Linked DNA regions of Mus musculus: region 2 is linked to region 1. The links are chromatin contacts, called in public Hi-C maps. All regions are on one chromosome and are shown on one strand. The core of a region is the stretch at or near the end of the contact, and the rest is flanking DNA. Distances in the headings are between cores, read along the strand shown. Region 1 overlaps Aff3 (AF4/FMR2 family, member 3). Region 2 has its middle 70 kb from the start of Lonrf2.

The links. A called contact is a pair of places that touch in the nucleus more often than the background predicts.
Region 2: a contact with region 1 is called in a Hi-C map of uterus, with 4 times the contacts expected there. The contact joins two enhancer-like sites. A contact is called at or near these places in 9 of 39 promoter capture datasets (the C10 cell line, the HPC-7 cell line, cranial neural crest and 6 more), 2 of 15 datasets of contacts at CTCF or cohesin (embryonic stem cells and large pre-B cells), 29 of 484 Hi-C or Micro-C datasets (the C10 cell line, CD8 T cells, the G1E-ER4 cell line and 16 more), 12 of 115 datasets of contacts at active chromatin or transcription factors (DN3 thymocytes, bone marrow-derived dendritic cells, craniofacial prominence and 7 more) and 1 of 9 other capture datasets (embryonic stem cells).

The regions. Positions count from the first base shown.
Region 1 is chr1:38,240,738-38,244,139 of GRCm38.p6, forward strand. All of the region lies in intron 10 of Aff3 (AF4/FMR2 family, member 3), which reads right to left. All of the region lies in intron 1 of Gm16150 (a long non-coding RNA gene), which reads left to right. Among named protein-coding and RNA genes, the nearest start is that of Gm16150, 23 kb to the left of the region's middle. Within about 2 kb of position 1,959, at least 40 of the 459 cell types and tissues checked have an H3K27ac peak or open chromatin away from gene starts, as enhancers often do. A contact at or near this core is called in the G1E-ER4 cell line and uterus, where this site is marked.
Region 2 is chr1:38,765,232-38,768,686 of GRCm38.p6, forward strand. No RefSeq gene overlaps it. Among named protein-coding and RNA genes, the nearest start is that of Lonrf2, 70 kb to the right of the region's middle. Within about 2 kb of position 2,205, at least 71 of the 459 cell types and tissues checked have an H3K27ac peak or open chromatin away from gene starts, as enhancers often do. A contact at or near this core is called in the G1E-ER4 cell line and uterus, where this site is marked.

The DNA of each region.
Region 1 (3,402 bases), core at 709-3,208:
AGCAGCCCTCGTCCCCGTGTGAAGCACCCAGGCATGTGTTGTGTGTGATTCAAGGAGAGCTGAAATATGCATTGTTTTAAGAGATTAAGTAGGGTGGAGAGGAACCCGAACCCCGGGCAACCAGCCTGTGGTGAGGCAGACCTTCCCAGTCCAGGGCCACATATCCCCTGCAAACTGTGGACCCAGTAGGCACCACCCCTTTCTGTGTCCATTAACTTTGGGTGGCAAGTGACTCAACAATTTGAAGCTTCAGTTTCCCATATGCAAGATTTGGACACTAATGCATGCCGCAGAAGGCTGTCTGTTGATGACATGGCATGGTGACAGGAAGGTGCCCACGCATAGGCCCTGAGACATTCAGCCAGTATGGCCCCCCAGGAGGTCAGAGGTAACCTACCATCCAGAGAGGGAGAGTTAACAATGTGCTTTGTGCCCATCTTTTCTTGCACACAGGAACTCGTGTCCTTTCACAATTACATAAAATAGCTAGGACAGTGACTCAAAGAAAACCTGGCGCTCCTTCGTATGCTCTCTCCAGTGACTAACACCTCAATTTGCAGTGCTCATGGAGTGGTGTTATTTGCCTTGGCTCCTCTTAGGTCTAGGATCAGGCAAGCTGAACAGGGGAGACTTGTCTCCATTGAAAGATGAAGAGCTGTGACCTCAAGTGGCTCGCTGACTCCCTGGCTGTGAACAGGGGGAACAAAGCCAAGAAGAGGCAGTGTTGGGGAGCGGCAGGGTCTCCGACTCAGCCCAGGCAGGTCTTCAGAAAGCACTATTTGATTTGCTACACCAGGGCCAGCAAGCAGGCTGACCTGGCCTGTGATATTTAACAGGGGCCATGGCCTTGGTTAAGCAAGCCTGTTTCAACGTTTTAGCTGAACTGACTACAGTGAGCACAGTCACACTGGATTGATTCCCTCTCTCACGATGAGAGGGATAAAGAGCAGAATACTATGCAAAAGAAGACAGAATAATTGTAGTGAGTCCAAGGGGCAAGGCCGAGAAATGTACTTGGAATTTGGTAGATCAGATGGTTGTTCTAAAACATCTGGAATATACTCTGCGTGGTGTATCCTGAAGGGACATATGCTGCCCAGAGACTGTATGTTGCTTGCCAGGGTGAGGACATGATGTGGCTGCCAGACACTGGCCTAAGAACCAGCACAGGGCAGGGAGCTGGGCAAAGTGAGAAAGGTCAGGCTGTCCCAGCCATCGGGAGCACATTAACCTTCCCTGGCAGCAGGGCACTGTAGTGGCTCCAAATCACAGTCATCAAAGGCTAGCTAGCTAGTGCAAACAGCCAGCGCTCGGCCAAGGCTGTCTCAGCAAAGGATGAAAAAGAGCAGGTCCTTGGGAGGGGAGGACTTGGACAGGGGCAGGCCCTGAGTTCAGAGTAGCAGCTGGCTGGACAGTCAGGTCTCATGGCTGTGTGATTTTCAAGTTCAGAGAGACACTTGGCCAAAGGACAGTTCTGGAGAAGGTCCTGTGTGCCAGGCCAGTAAAGCCAGAGAAGAAGACTCTGTGGGCTTGGAGATGTAAAACAAAATCAAGCCAAAGGCACTGGGCCATGATTTAAATAAATAAACTCCCGTTATAAAGAGCTAGGTAGTTTGAGTTTTGAACAAGACACAAATGCAAACCAATGACCTCAGACTATCAAATGGCTAACATACCGTTCCAGATGTTTCTCTAACTGGCTTGCTGTGGCCCCAGCAGGTTCAGAAAACCACCTGTGCACTTAGGATGTAACATTTAAAAAGCTTTTCTTGTTAGATATATAATTGGTGAGTTGGGAAGATAGCTGAGTTGGTCAAGTGCTTGCCAGGTAAGCCTCAAGGTGTGAATTCAAATCCCAGCACCCATGCAAAAAAAGTCAGGAGTAGCTCTTATCTCAGCACCGGGGAGGCAGGGGAATCAACCCAGAGGCTGGGCAGTCAGCCAAGACAAACAGAATCCCAGGCTGGTGAGAGATTCTCATCGCTAAACAAGAGGTAGACAGCTCATGAGGTTGTCCCCTGGCCTCCACACACACGTGAACCCACACCCCCATATAATATGTTACTCTGTGGTCTCTTTTGGTTTTATCTCAATTTCCCAGAGCAAGGTCACTGAGACTGATAGCACAGGCCGAAGTTCAAGGCAGGCAGCAACTGTATGTTGCCATACTCACTAGTGGTCAGTTTAAACATTCTAAAATAACTGGCCCAGTAACTACCAATTAGTAACTCGTTCTCGGCGGGACAGTAAGTCTGTAATCAAAGCAGTTTGTCAACAAGGTACAGGCAAAAGTCTCTTTCAGAAATATATAATTGTAAAAAGTCTCTATTTTTCATTAGATAGCTGTGACACAGAAAACATGCTAATCACACAATAGCTTCCCCCCGCCCCAGCTTTTGCACTGAAGTGCCACATGTACTGTTTTGTGTCAAGTTAAATAAGAAATAAATAGGCTACAAACATTAGACATACAGAACATCCACTAGCCTTGGTTTAGAAGGGACAACCCCAAGGGTGTTAAAAGGCACAGGATATGCTGACCAAGTGACAAAGACTAAGCAAAAAATAATGTATAGGACTGGGATTTAAACTTAGCAAATGTCTGAGGATGTATTTGATAGGAAGAGGACGCAGTGTCGGATGACAATGTGTAGAAATGAGTAGTGTGGTCTAACTGCCCTGGCACTGAGGCGTGAGGACCTGGCTCCCTCTGCTCCCTTTGCACAGTCCTCAGAGCACAGTGATGCACCTGAACAAGGGTGACAATTGGTTGTGTTACTTCACAGTCACAGTGGCTGGGGGAGTAGGAGAGGGGTTGGCTCTGCTCTATCCCCAGTGCAGAAGGCTGGGGTCACTTCTAACTCTATCTGAGAATGAGGTACACAGTGCTTTGGTGGGAACCTTGGAACCTCAAACCCAGGAGAGGACACCGATCGCCTGCCCTATGGAGGAGAAAAGGCCACGTTGGTCAAAACTCTTGGAGCACCAACGCTTTCCCCAAATTCCCAACTCGACAATGCTTTCTGACTCAGTTCCTTTTCAGAGTCTGTGGTGTATATGTGTGTGTGTGTGTGTGTGTGTGTGTGGTGTGTACCCAATACAGTAAAACCAATTGTTTCTCATATACCTTACACACATATTCTGAAGGTAACTTGAGATGATGTTTTAGCCACGCACAGACCAGGTTTCCTAATAAACAATCTTCCACTTGTGGTGTTAAACCGGTGCTCCAGAAGTTCTGGTGTTAAACTGGTGCTCCAGAAGTTCTGGCTCTTGGAGCATTTTGCAACTGAGAATTTTTGGATTAGGGATCTCAGGCTGTATCTACAGAACTGTTCATTTTCTTTGTTAAGCTATAGATTTTTTAAATTACTATTATGTAAGGTCCATAATACCTATTTT
Region 2 (3,455 bases), core at 955-3,454, 520 kb after region 1:
TCTGTGGCCTCTCAGAAGGTCAGGGGACAGATGTGGGGCAGACAGGAAGTCCACAGGGATTCCTGAGCTCCAGCAAGCCAAAGCCCGCTTCTCTTGCCACAGTCTTCCTATGCTGTGTCCCAGCCTGCAGGGCCCAAAGAAACCCTAGGCTGAAGCCATTGAGAATCTTAACCTGAGAAAATACCCCTGGGGGCGCAGCCTTGGCTTTTGGGGTTTCTTTGTTGTTGTTGGTGGTGGTGGTGGTGGTGTTGGTGGTTTGGTTTTGGAGACAGGAGACAGGAGACAGGAGACAGGAGACAGGAGACAGGAGACAGGAGACAGGAGACAGGAGACAGGAGACAGGAGACAGGAGACAGGAGACAGGAGACAGGAGACAGGATTTTTCTGTTTAGCCCTGGCTGTCCTGGATCTTATTTCATAGATCAGGTTGGCCTGGTACTCACAAAAATCAGCCCGACTCTGCCTCCCAAGTGCTGGGATTAAATGTGTGTGACGCCACAGCAGCAGGATAGGGACTGTTATATCTAGCTGTACAAATGCCCAGTCAGCGAAAGGATGTTCCGTCCCATTTTATGAGTATCCAAACCTCCTTTTGAATATCCCAAGACTTGGGATATCTGTGTGGGAAATGGCTTCTCTCAACGCAAGCAAGGCCGTCACACACAGACTTGGAGTGGCTACTGGGCTATTGTTACAGTTTCTTGAGGTGCTGAGTTACATGTCAGTAGACTTCAGTCATTTTTCTAGAATGAGTTTGAAAGCAAACAAAATAAAATGGAGAGTCTATCAAAAGTGATTTTGAGTAATTGTATAAGACATAAATGTTATACCACTAGCACCAACAGAATCAAGCGCTTCTTTTTTCTTTCTTCCTTCCTTCCTTTCTTTCTTCCTTTCTTTCTTTCTTTCTTTCTTTCTTTCTTTCTTTCTTTCTTTCTTTCTTCCTTCCTTCCTTCCTTCCTTCCTTCCTTCCTTCCTTCCTTCCTTTTTCTCTTCCTTCCTTCCTTTCCTTTTTTCTTTTAATGAAGCTGCCAACTAAGTTGAAAATCCTTTTCATCCTAGCTGCTGCACAGGAGGATGAATGAGGTGAGCTGAGAGCCCCAGCCGCAGACACCACAGACCCAGCAGACACTTCCCAGTAGCAGCACTCCCTGGGGATGCTATTAGTGTCCTGGGTTCTTGTACAGCGAGGGAGACAGGAGAGACTGATTACTATTCAGATCAGCCTCCAGGCCAAGACTGTCTGGAGCTGGCATCTCAGGTAAGTAAAAGGCAGACACTGTGGGCTCAGCACACCCTACACATACACACACACACACACACACACACACACACACACACACACACACTCCGGAGTTGAAAAGGCACAGCTGCTTCTCCAGTGTGTGTGGCTGATTTCTGGGAAACGCCTCTGGCCAATCCCCTCACCAACAAAATAAAAACAACAAACAAACAAACAAACAAAGCCCCGAAGGATGCATATTTGCTGTTTTGCTCTCTCAGCATCCTTTCCACAGCTACCATTCATGACCCCACCTCTATCAAGAGGTCTTCAAGACCTTTCGCTTGTCTTCTGGGAGAGGGCCTCTTACACTGTGACACTGTCCACCCAACTCATCAGGAAAGAATGGACAGCGGCAGCAAGGTCGCTGGCTCTCAAGGGTCAACACAATCCATCAAGTCATTTAAAGTGAGTCCTTGTCTCATACAAAATCCCATTTCCTTGAGTATCAACCCAGCTTTATCTAAACCTCCATCTTCAAGCTGGCTTGTAGGGAGCAGAAGGGCCGTGGTCCATGGGAGTTCAGCCCCCCTCCCCTCGGGAATGTCGGTCTGTGTAAGACTAAACCGTGCTGTATAAATCTTGTCCAGGAAAAGAAAGGAACGGTTGTGGGAGTAGAGTTACCCCAGCTGCTGGGGCCCCATGCGCATGCGCACAGCCCTGGGAGATCAGAGGGGAGCCAGACCGATTGATTCCTGGCCCACAGCGCCCTGTGTGAAGCAAACCCTCCTCAGATTTCTAAGGTTTCCAGGAGGGCAGGTTGGATGGGAGCCTTGCAGTGCTGAGGAGACTGAAGGATGCATTCTACCATGTGGCTCCAAAGATAAGTTGGGGGCGGCAGACTGGATAACAAGCTAGACTCCCTTCTACTTCTGATAAGATAGAGGGCCTCTGTCTTTGAACGTGTTATTAATACTCTGCTCAGTTCTGTGGCCAGTGGGAGAGCGGTGAGCCCGTTCCTTTCATCAGGGTAGCTAGGGCCTCCCCAGGGCTATGGGAGGGAGGTTATAGACAGAGCCCTGGGCCCACGATACCATTCAACATCTGGCTTCTTTCTTGGGCTCTTGGGAGTTTGTGCCCCCCCCCCTCCAAGCCCCAGCTTAGCCTTGAGGCTTCTGCCACAAATGTCTCCCTTGCTATGTAACCAGGTTTAATAAAACATGGATATTGTATAATAAATACTGCATTTTCATGAATCTGCCCGTGAGATCAAGTGCTGTGCTAGAAAATATTATGAAATATGTATCACAATCTCTTACAGCCTCCTCCGAGCATTTTATATAAATCGCTACCTGTCAGAAGGGTTTGTGGAGAGAATCGGGGACTCCATGGAAGGCCCACAGCTTTTCTCTGTTGCTATGAGATATTAATATATTAGCATAACGTTTTTAAAAATGCAAATCCGCCCCTGGTATTCATACACTCTGAGTGGCACCCTAAGAAACACGCCTTCCATCCACTTGAGCAATCACCGCTCCTGGCCCCAGCCCCGCTCCCTGCAAGACCCCTTGCCAAGCAGCAGCCAAAATCTGCTCGACAGTGCCCTCTACTGGCGGGGAATAAGAACTTGCTTCCTCCGCTGCGAGGCTCCTCTTTTTTAAAAGGGTCAGGATCACTTTCTCTGCATCTTCTCTCTCCTTACCTCGCCTTGTCTTCAAGTGAAAGAACTTGTTCTTTAGACCTAGTTAAGGGTGTCACGGACCCTCCTCCTCACACACGCCCGTATGCATCCCCTCTACATGCCCCCTTTTTGCTTTCTTGTGACTCGCTTGAGTTTTTCTGGGAAAACTCTTACCCATTTTCCAGCCTTTTCCCTTCCATTTAGAAGCCAAATACCAACAACAAACCCCAGGATTTTTTTTTTAATGCAAATTTTGTGTTGGTGATGTGAGAGTGCGCAGAGCATGTGCCTGTCTTTTGCCGCGGAGGGAAAAGCAGCATTGCTTCGGTGCCCTCCATATCTGAAGCTCTGGAAAGTTCCTAAAGAAGGTTTTTTTTCCTCCTCATTCTGCTTCTGAAGTGAAACCAACCCACAGCATTGGATGGAGATGCACTTTTGAATATACTGCTGTACTCAACCCGATTATTTTTCTGCTGACCTCCATAACAAAACCTGCTTTGCTGACGCTCTGGCCTAACTCACTGAGAACAGGGCATCCAGCTGTTTGCTAAC